2 separate regions of the Sus scrofa genome follow, and region 2 is linked to region 1. Evidence: chromatin contacts called from public HiChIP or PLAC-seq data. All regions are on one chromosome and are shown on one strand. Each heading gives the region's core, a stretch centred on a gene start, on an enhancer-like site or on the middle of the called end of the contact. The rest is flanking DNA. Distances are from core to core; before and after follow the strand shown. Region 1 overlaps RAD51B (DNA repair protein RAD51 homolog 2). Region 2 overlaps RAD51B (DNA repair protein RAD51 homolog 2).

Region 1 (4,426 bases), core at 972-3,471:
TTTTTTTTTTTTGCCAAGGATGTGAAAGTGCCTGGCATGCAATTGTGTAATGTATGGGTGTGCATCTGTTCTTTCTGCCTACTCAACACCCCTTCTCCCATTTCTGGTAACAGAAACCTTTCTTCCTTTAGAGAACTGTCCAGCCCAACTTCAGGGCTCTTGCTTTTCTGCCACAGGAGTAGGCAAGTGATCTAGTGGGCCAATTGGATTTTTTGGGGGGGGGGTACTGACATAAAAGCAGAACGAAAAATGACCTCATGCCTTTTGAGGTCCTAAGTGGTAAGTTCCAAGGGAGCCCCTTTATCATCATGTGGCAAAACCTGCTGAGCATAAAACCTCCAGAAGAAAGGCAGAACAGAGAGATCAAAATATCAGTAGAAACAATAACATCATTAGATCCACCCCCTTAGATTTCCCAATTACGTTACCAATAGATTCCACTGGATCTGCTTTTTACAACCAAGAGCCCCAGATAACACAGTATTTATCATAAGCTTACAAATTACTCGGAAACACTCTTGCAGATTATTTTTATTGTAGCTTCGGCCAAAGACGTTAAAGCTGAGACTTCTGCAAAGCTTTACAGAAAGACCCTAACTACTTTCATGCAGTGAGATATGTTCCAGGAATTGCCAGTTCGTCTAGAAATGACGCAATGTCATCTAATGATGAGGCTACTCTGATAAGTAACAATTATCAACTATCACTTTCAGTTTTTATTTTTCCTATTATATCATACTTACAGCTCAACCTTCACTAATACAAGTTTCTATGATTTATTTGATCCACTGTGAATTTTTTTTCACATTACAATTTCCTGAAATACAGTCACCTTGGTTCTTGTTAGCCTTTAAAGAGACCAAATTCATTTTCAGTTCTAATTCAGTCATTCATATTGTGGTCTATCTTAACATTCTATCTGCTGAGTTCATCTCAGTGATATCCACAAGATTAAGTGACAATGATATGTGGGAACTGTCACTCTGCACCTTCCCTGAAGGTGGAAATATTAGCAAAATTAGAATTTTTTCATTGCAGGAATGGCTGCCCCTCTGTTTACTCAGCAATAAAACAAAGCCGGTGAGCCCTCCTTCTTTATTCTTACTCTATAAAAATGAAGTGGGGTGAGTGAGAGCAGGTGGAGATCCTAAACACCAAAGGTAGGAGAGTTATCCCCCACTTCCATTTATTTCCCCATCCAAATTCTGTTTTCTTAGACAGCCAGATATCATGGGCATCTCTGGCTATCCCATATAGATAAGATGGTGGTAAGATGATAAAAAGGGGAAAGAATGAAGGCTTATGTACTCTCCTTGGTAACTCACTCCAATGTTTCAACACTACCTGGAAGCTTTTTCTAATAAATATTTCTAAGTAAATACTATTGGTAAAACACTACTGAATACTATTCCTTTGCCAGGCACTATGTTCTATTCTTCCTAAAAGCATTTCCTTTTTTTTTTTTTTTTTTAACTCTTATGTAGACAAAGAAAAAGCTGGAGTCTTTTCTGTAAAAGATTATTATAAGGTCATATCTCAGCATTGTCTATGATAAACTACCCCAAGGCCTTGAAACATTCTTTATTTTGATGATTAAAATTATATATATTATACAAAATGACTATGCCATTCAATTGCTATCTTACTCTACTACTTTTCAACTATTACTACGTGGGAGAAGCGGATTTCCCAAGGGTCTAATTTTCTCAACATTTAAACTGATGCATATTTATAAGAGGGAGAACCAGGAACAGAGGACATTATACTCTGTGTTTGCCTTAGTGGCATCTGCAATGTTAAATCACCCCGACCTGTGGAAGTCGCTGCATCTCAGCTTCCTTACATGTGAAAAGATTGACAATCAAGCTGAAATCAAAAATAAAGCTTATCTGCTACTGACCCTGGGGGAGGATGGAGAGTGAAAATAAGGCAAGTGCAGAGAAACACTTTGAGATATCTGAGCAGCCTTCAGTCTGAAGTCACACAGGGCTGGACCCTTGGCAGCCATGTTTGAACCATGTGATCAGACTGGCAAAGGGCAGACATCACCCGTGCTAAGCCCATCCGCTCTCCCAGGAATTTATATTGAGAGATGCCGGCCAGCGGAACTGGTCAGCTGAACTGAGGACAGGTAAACTTAAGTACTGAGGAGGCTACCATGTGTGGACGTGGGCTTACTTAGCAGTGCAAGAGGCCAGCTGAGAAAGAGACAAAGGAGGAAGTATATCTAGAAAGAGAAGCAGAGGTCTGTGTCCACAAGTTTCAGAAGGGGGCTAGGCAAACAGGGAGGCACCTGGGGAGCAGGGACTTGCAGGCTGGCTCCTTGTCAGTGCTCTAGTTCCAGGCTCGGCTCTCTTTAGAAGCCCAGACAGATCTCATGCCCTTGGGCTCCGTAAGGTTCTCCTGCTTTCTTGTGGTGAATTTCTCTCTTTTTTGTTACGACAGTTTGGGTGGCTTTCAATTATTTTTAAACAAAGATTTCTAACCTTATTTGCCAATAAGGCCATGGTTCTCAATTCCGGTTGAGCATCAGAATGTCCTAAAGAGTTTTTGAAAACCCAAATACCCCTGCTCTGTTCCCAGCAGTTCTGGGATAGAACCCAGGCGGGTGAAATCTTTAAAAACTAAACCTGAGAACTACGGTTCATGGAGTGGCAACCAGTACGTAGCAGAAAGCTGGGCATCAAAAGAAAATGGACGTTCCAGATCAAGAGAACAATGGCAAAAAGGGAAGGAATAATAACCATAGGATGGAAGCATGGACACCACTTCTGCAAAGCTGCGTGCTGAAAGTGACTCATCGTGGCATGTGCTTCCACACTGAACAACCTGCGGTCAGCTTCAGCCCTCTCTCATGAAAGGGGTTCAGAGTATCTCGGGTAACTTCACATAACAAGAAACTATCCTCTGTAGCTTTAAATCTAAATCATTTTGGTATCTAGAAGCATTGAATCTTAAAAAACAACAACAACAAAAAAACGCATTATTTAGCTAGACAATTATAGGTTGTGATGGGCTAGGCAAGGCACAAATGAAAATAAGATGTGGGTGTGTGCAAAAGAGGCAATTAACTGGGAATTTGGTATCGAAATTCTCCCCTGCATTGGAAGAAATTGAGTCCAAAAGTGATTGTGTGCATCTGACAGTAAGATTAACACCCAAATTGTGGAATAAATTAGTAAGTAAAACTACAAATGAAATCACTCTCATAACTTTGACAAAGGAATTGAGCTCAAGTTTAGAGAGTAGAAGGTCTTTTTTGAGATAGATGAGAAAGATTACCGTAAGATGTGTAAAACTTTTTTTCAACCACTATTAAATCTTTTATAATATTATATATACAAACACATCTTTTGGAGTTCCCATCGTGGCTCAAACCCGACTAATACCCATGAGGATGAGGGTTCAATCCCTAGCCTTGCTCAGTGGGTTAAGGATCTGGTGTTGCCATGAGCTGTGGTGTAGGTCTCAGACTCGGCTTGGATCCTGAGTTGCTGTGGCTGTGGCGTAGGCCGGGCCCCGAGCTGGGAACCTCCATATGCCAAGGGTGCGGCCCTAAAAAGACAAAAAAAATTTTAAAAAATTAAGAAATAACTGGGTCCCCATGCTGTGCAGTGGCGGGGGGGGGGGAAGTGTGTTGGGGGAAATAACAATAAAAAATAATTTTTAAAAATGTATCTTTTAAGAAATACATCATTTGGTTAAGAGGCACTGGTAACAGGTATAGTTGGCTCTGCTGCAGACCCTGGGAATGAATTCTCCACCAGTGAATGGACTGATGTCTGAAAGCACATCAGGATTAATATACAACAACAGGAGTTTCAATAAACAGATGCAAAGAAAGTCTGATTTAGGACTTCGAAACTTCCTCTGTCTAACAGATACAGATTTGGCAGTGAGTAGAACTCTGTCGTCATCTCATGTTGACGTTCAAGGCACTTCTGTCAAAATGACTGTAGGAATTTGGGAGGCATTTCCTTCTGGAGAAACCTCAAGAAGCTGCTGGTGACTGACTGGAGAGCACCATGACAACCTGGGTATGGGACATTAAGACCCCATAAGGAATGAGTCCCCTGCTATGGTCACTTCATTGCTCAGGGTCCCCTGCCTATAGCCCCATGTGTACCAAAAGGGAAGAATAAGTGTTGAGTAAAATAGAAAATAGAATCACTACCATTCCTTTATGACATCATTCTGGACAAATAAATGATCTTACCTTTTTGAATTCTGCTTTCTTAACTACAAAACTGAGACTTCTCCAAGTCAAATACAAAGGAAGATCCTAATGACAGCTTTGAGAGATAGTTGTGTGGTTTAAGGGCAAAGATGGCAGAGTCCTAATTGAATATCCAGTTTCCTGAAGAGTTTGTTCTACAAATGATGTGGTAATAACAGCTAACGTTTGTTGAACACACATATCAGACAC
Region 2 (4,615 bases), core at 644-3,143, 210 kb before region 1:
AGTTCCAGCACTGTAGGGTAATGAATTTGTAATTGAAGCCCCTAGGTTTGTGGCGGTGTCTTACAGCAGCAATAGAAAAGAAATAGACTAGCGATCTAAACTCTCTCTCTATTCTACATGGTCAAGCCCAAGGCTACAACATGTGTGGCCTTCAGCCTGCTGCTCTAGCCTCAGTTCATGAGGTCCCCTGTCCTGTGCCCCTCCCACCAGTCAGGGAATCTTGCCACCCTTACACCATCCCAGCCTCTCACCTCTGCCAATGTTCAAGGTTCCTTCTGGAAGGGCCATCATGACTTACATTTGCACAGAGCTTTCAGGCTTGCAAAAGCCCTTACACGACAGTTCCATAGATGCCACAGTTAGCCTCTCACTAAGTACCAAGTCTCTTTGAGGGCAGGGTTCTGGACTTAAGTATTTGTCTTGGCACCCCTCATAGAAAGAAGCCTAGCTGTGGTCAAAGTGGGCATAGGGGTAAAAACAAGAGGGCCAGAAGGTCACCAGAGGTTGCCAAGGGCACCGGCCCCACCTCCTGGCTTAGGCACTGCCCCCAGACTCAGACACCCTGATGACAGGGCCATGCTTTTGTCCTTTTCAATAGAGTAGGGTGCTCAGTAAAGAGTTGTTAGGAACGTCTCTTCTGGTACCCTCCCTTGGGTTCTTTCAGTCCTACCGTGATCTCCCAAGATGCCTTCACTCCAAGGACCTCCAGATGAAGACCCCTTTAGAGAGAGTTTTAATTCTGGACCTTCCCCTAGTGTTGGGCTCCCCCATAGGCCTTGCCCCAGGCTCTGCTCCAGGTGGGACAGCTCCCTGGCTACCCCTGTCCCCACAGGTGCAGGCAGGACGAGGCACTGCGCAGCAGAGGGACCCGGGTGCGGGGAGCCAGGGGCCACTGGGGCAGGCTCACTCTTCCCTCTCATGGGCACGACCTGTCCTGTTACTCTGGGTCACTTTCAGTAAACAGGGGAAAGAGAACAATGTCAGCCCCCAAATGAACCCATCAGGAAAGGAGGGTTATTGCCAAGTGTTCTCAGAAGGCACGGCCTACAAAGAAGGTAAAACCCTGTCTTTAACATCAGGCCCCAGTTCTGGCCCTTTTGTGAGCAGAGACCTGATGGCCCTTAAAGAGAACTGCTTTTCTACTAGCTTCTCTTTGATTTTCCAGGATTACTTGGCCTGTTCCCTCAGCTCCTGGGTGAGAGGCTCCTGACCCAGCAGCCAGTGGGGGGCAGAGGCTGCCGGGATTCAAGCTGCTGGCAAACCTGGGACAGCAGCGCGGGCTGCTGGCTGTGCCCTTTCAGCGGTGGCATTCCCATCTCCAAGGAGGCAGCGGCGTCAATCCAGGACTTCAGCATCTTGCCCTTTGGGTGGGCAGAGGTGTCCCATAGCAACTGGGGCTGTGATCTGCATAGGACAGCACATTGCATCTATTCAGGGCTCTCTTTCCCCTGCTTTCTTTGAAACAAGCTTGCCCTATATCCAAGTTCCCTGTGAGTCCCATACAATGAAAACAGCAGTTGACAGGTTCCCTGTAACTCGTGAAATCTGAGTGCATCCAAGGGGAGAAAGAGAACGCTCATTACTGAAACACAAAACGAGCCCCTTTCAAGGCACGGCGAGCTGGCCCTTCAGTTTGCGGCCGCTGACCCCGCTGCCCTTCTGAGCACAATAAGCAGAGGGAGGAGACGGAGAGAGAGGTCTTTACTCCTTAAGTTGCCAATTGATCACCCTCCACACCCCTCTGGGGGCTTCTTCATCCAAACAATTCAGGTGACGGAGGTCAAGCCTCCAGCCATTCCTCCCGGGAGATCTTAGCTCTCCCTATAGGGACTTTCCCAGGTGAAACAAAGACAAGCTCTAGAAGCCTTAAACTCCTGCTGATGACACTCGGTGGAAACAGAGAGAAAGGGGAAATTAGCAGGGCCCAGAATCATCCAGCCAGACCCCAACAGCCTTCTCATACTCTGGGCCTGGACCAGCCACTGTGGAAGCCCAGTCCTGTCCAGGCTCCAACATGGCGGCCAATGACTGACCGCCTAGCATGGGGTTGGGCCAAGGAAGCCATGCAAGGGGCAGAAACTGCCCTATGTTTGCCCATACCAGCTTTTGGCTGATTAACCAGACTTTTAATCTCCAAACCGCCCCCCCACCCAAAACCTCAGAAGTTGGGAAAGAAGAGGAAGAGGAGGCAGCGCAAGAAGAAAAGGAGGAAGAGAAAGTAGAAATTCATGAAGTAAGCCAAAATAGTACAAGCTTCCCATGAAAGCCTGTAGAGAAGTGCAGCCCATTCCAGAGGCTGTCCAGTGAGGGCTCTGGAGGAGCCAACTCCACAGCTTGGATGGTAAACCCCACGGTGCCCAGAGCAACCCAGGACAGTGTCAATGAAGAAAACACACTGGGGTTCTGGGGCTTAGCCCACCCAGCCCGCAGCTGGGCGGGACAGGGCTAAGCAGGATAGGGCTCTATTCTTTCATCTCTGATTCCACAGGCAGGTAGGTACTGAGAGTGAGGACACAGGCTCATTGTGGCAATGATCTGGGGCAGGATTACTTGGGGAACACAGGCAATCATGTAACCACTGCACTTCCGATTTTATCATCAGGAAATAACCTGTACCACTTGCGAGTCTCTAAATGTGCCATTTACTTTCATTTCCCATCTTCCTGCAGGAGTGCCCCCTCCCCCCGCCACCCATCTGACAGATTCCTGCTGATTCTTCAAGCTGTATATGTAGTGCTATATTCTTTAGGTATGCTCGTATCTTAGCACAGTTCACGTGGTATGACGGTACTCTGTTTACTTACTTTCTATCACAGGACTAAAATTCCCTTGAGTTTAGGATCACCCCCAACCAATCATTATTGCTTTTGGTACTGATGCTTAGCTACTTATTACCTGAAGAACTTAATGGAATCATGATGAGGATACTTGTTTCTTTTTCAGGTCCTAACATTGGTTTTTATTCACTCCCCAAGGACTTGTGAACAGGGGTAGTACTACATAACTCGAGAGACCCCATTCACATGGAATATCATGTGAATGGCGGCCCCAGAGCTATGGAATATGGTGGCCCTGCTAATGGAACTCCTCCCACAGGCCACGTACAATGGGGAAATCCAGGTACTAGGAGCTTACATTCTAGTTACAGAGACAGAGCTAATCTGGAAGGATGCCATAAGGGCATGGTCAAGGGCGACCCAGCCTGGGGTGGCAGCAGGGGTCCTGGTGAAGGAGGATCTGTGGGGACCACAGCCATTGGGAAGGACTTTGGGGAGAAAGTAGACCTTATCTGCATTATCCATGATAATGAAAATAGGATTATGAAAGGAAGGTATGCAGAGCACAGAGAGGATTCTAAGGGCAGTAAAACAGTTTTGAATGATACTATTATATACATATTCATATATATAATGTATATTATGTACATATTCATATACATATATAATATATATATTATATATATAATAGGGTATACATGTCATCATTATACATTTGTCAAAAATTCATAAACTGCACACGACCAAGAGTGAACCCTAATGTAAACCATGGACTTTGGATAATTATGATGTGTCCATGTAGGTTCATCCATTACAACAAATGTGTCTACTCTGGTGGGGGATGCTGATAATGGAGGAGATTGTGCATGTGTGGGAGCAGGATAGAGGGTCCAAGATGTGGTTTTCTTTGTAAATTGCATCTTGGGAACCACTAGTCAGTCATTCAACAAATGGTTACAGACTCTGAGGACAAAGCAGCAAAGAAAACAGAAAAAAACTCCCTGTCCACCCTGAACTCCACTTCTCAAAAGGAGCTGTGTAAAATTAGCTTCTCATCAGCTGTCAAGAAGGGTGGGTCCTTGAACTGCTTAAGCTGGAGAAGCCAGGAGAGGAGGAGACAAAACCCGGGGAACTGTGAAGGCTTGGCGCCATGAAGAGGGAGCAAGCTTACCTTTATCTAGAAAAGTAGTCCTTAAATGTTCCATCCCAGATACAGCGCCCTCAGCAAGAGTGACTTGTGGTCACAGTGGCACCAGGAAAGGACAGGAGAGGTGAAACCCCTGGAGGGAAGAGGTCCAGATACTCGACCAGTCCCCACCAGAGTAACAGGATGGAGTGAGACATGCAGGGGAGCCCTTGCTTCCTCTGAGCATTCTCCAAAAACACCACTTTACAGAAAGATAAAAAAATAATATTGACATGAAGATGTTAAGCCCATCATGAAACTACATTAGGGGGCAAGCAAAAGTCACTCCGTCTAATATGTCATCAAAATATGAATGATCAGGAGTTCCTGTCATGGTGCAGTGGAAATGAATCCAATTAGGAACCATGAGGTTGAGGGTTTTATCCCTGGGTTCACTCAGTGGGTTAGGGACCTGGTGTTGCTGTGAGCTGTGGTGTAGTTTGCAGACAAGGCTCGGATCCTGCATGACTGTAGCTGTGGTGTAGGCCAGCAGCTGCAACTCCAATTAGACCCCTAGCCTGAGAACTTCCATATGCTGCGGGTACAGCCCTAAAAAGCAAAAAAAACAAAAATGCTAATGATCAGGCATGGGAGGTGAGATAAGCAGGGGCGGAGGGGTGGAGGTGAGCCTCTTTTATGTGTCTGCTTGGCT

Evidence for each region. HiChIP or PLAC-seq counts read pairs in DNA pulled down with a chosen protein or histone mark.
Region 2: an H3K27ac HiChIP or PLAC-seq map of alveolar macrophages shows a contact between it and region 1. The contact joins two enhancer-like sites. A contact is called at or near these places in 2 of 2 datasets of contacts at active chromatin or transcription factors (alveolar macrophages and skeletal muscle).

What each region holds. Positions count from the first base shown.
Region 1 is chr7:92,057,671-92,062,096 of Sscrofa11.1, reverse strand. All of the region lies in intron 9 of RAD51B (DNA repair protein RAD51 homolog 2), which reads right to left. Among named protein-coding and RNA genes, the nearest start is that of ZFP36L1, 440 kb to the left of the region's middle. Within about 2 kb of position 2,221, at least 5 of the 83 cell types and tissues checked have an H3K27ac peak or open chromatin away from gene starts, as enhancers often do. A contact at or near this core is called in alveolar macrophages, where this site is marked.
Region 2 is chr7:92,262,684-92,267,298 of Sscrofa11.1, reverse strand. All of the region lies in intron 11 of RAD51B (DNA repair protein RAD51 homolog 2), which reads right to left. Among named protein-coding and RNA genes, the nearest start is that of ZFP36L1, 230 kb to the left of the region's middle. Within about 2 kb of position 1,893, at least 12 of the 83 cell types and tissues checked have an H3K27ac peak or open chromatin away from gene starts, as enhancers often do. A contact at or near this core is called in alveolar macrophages, where this site is marked.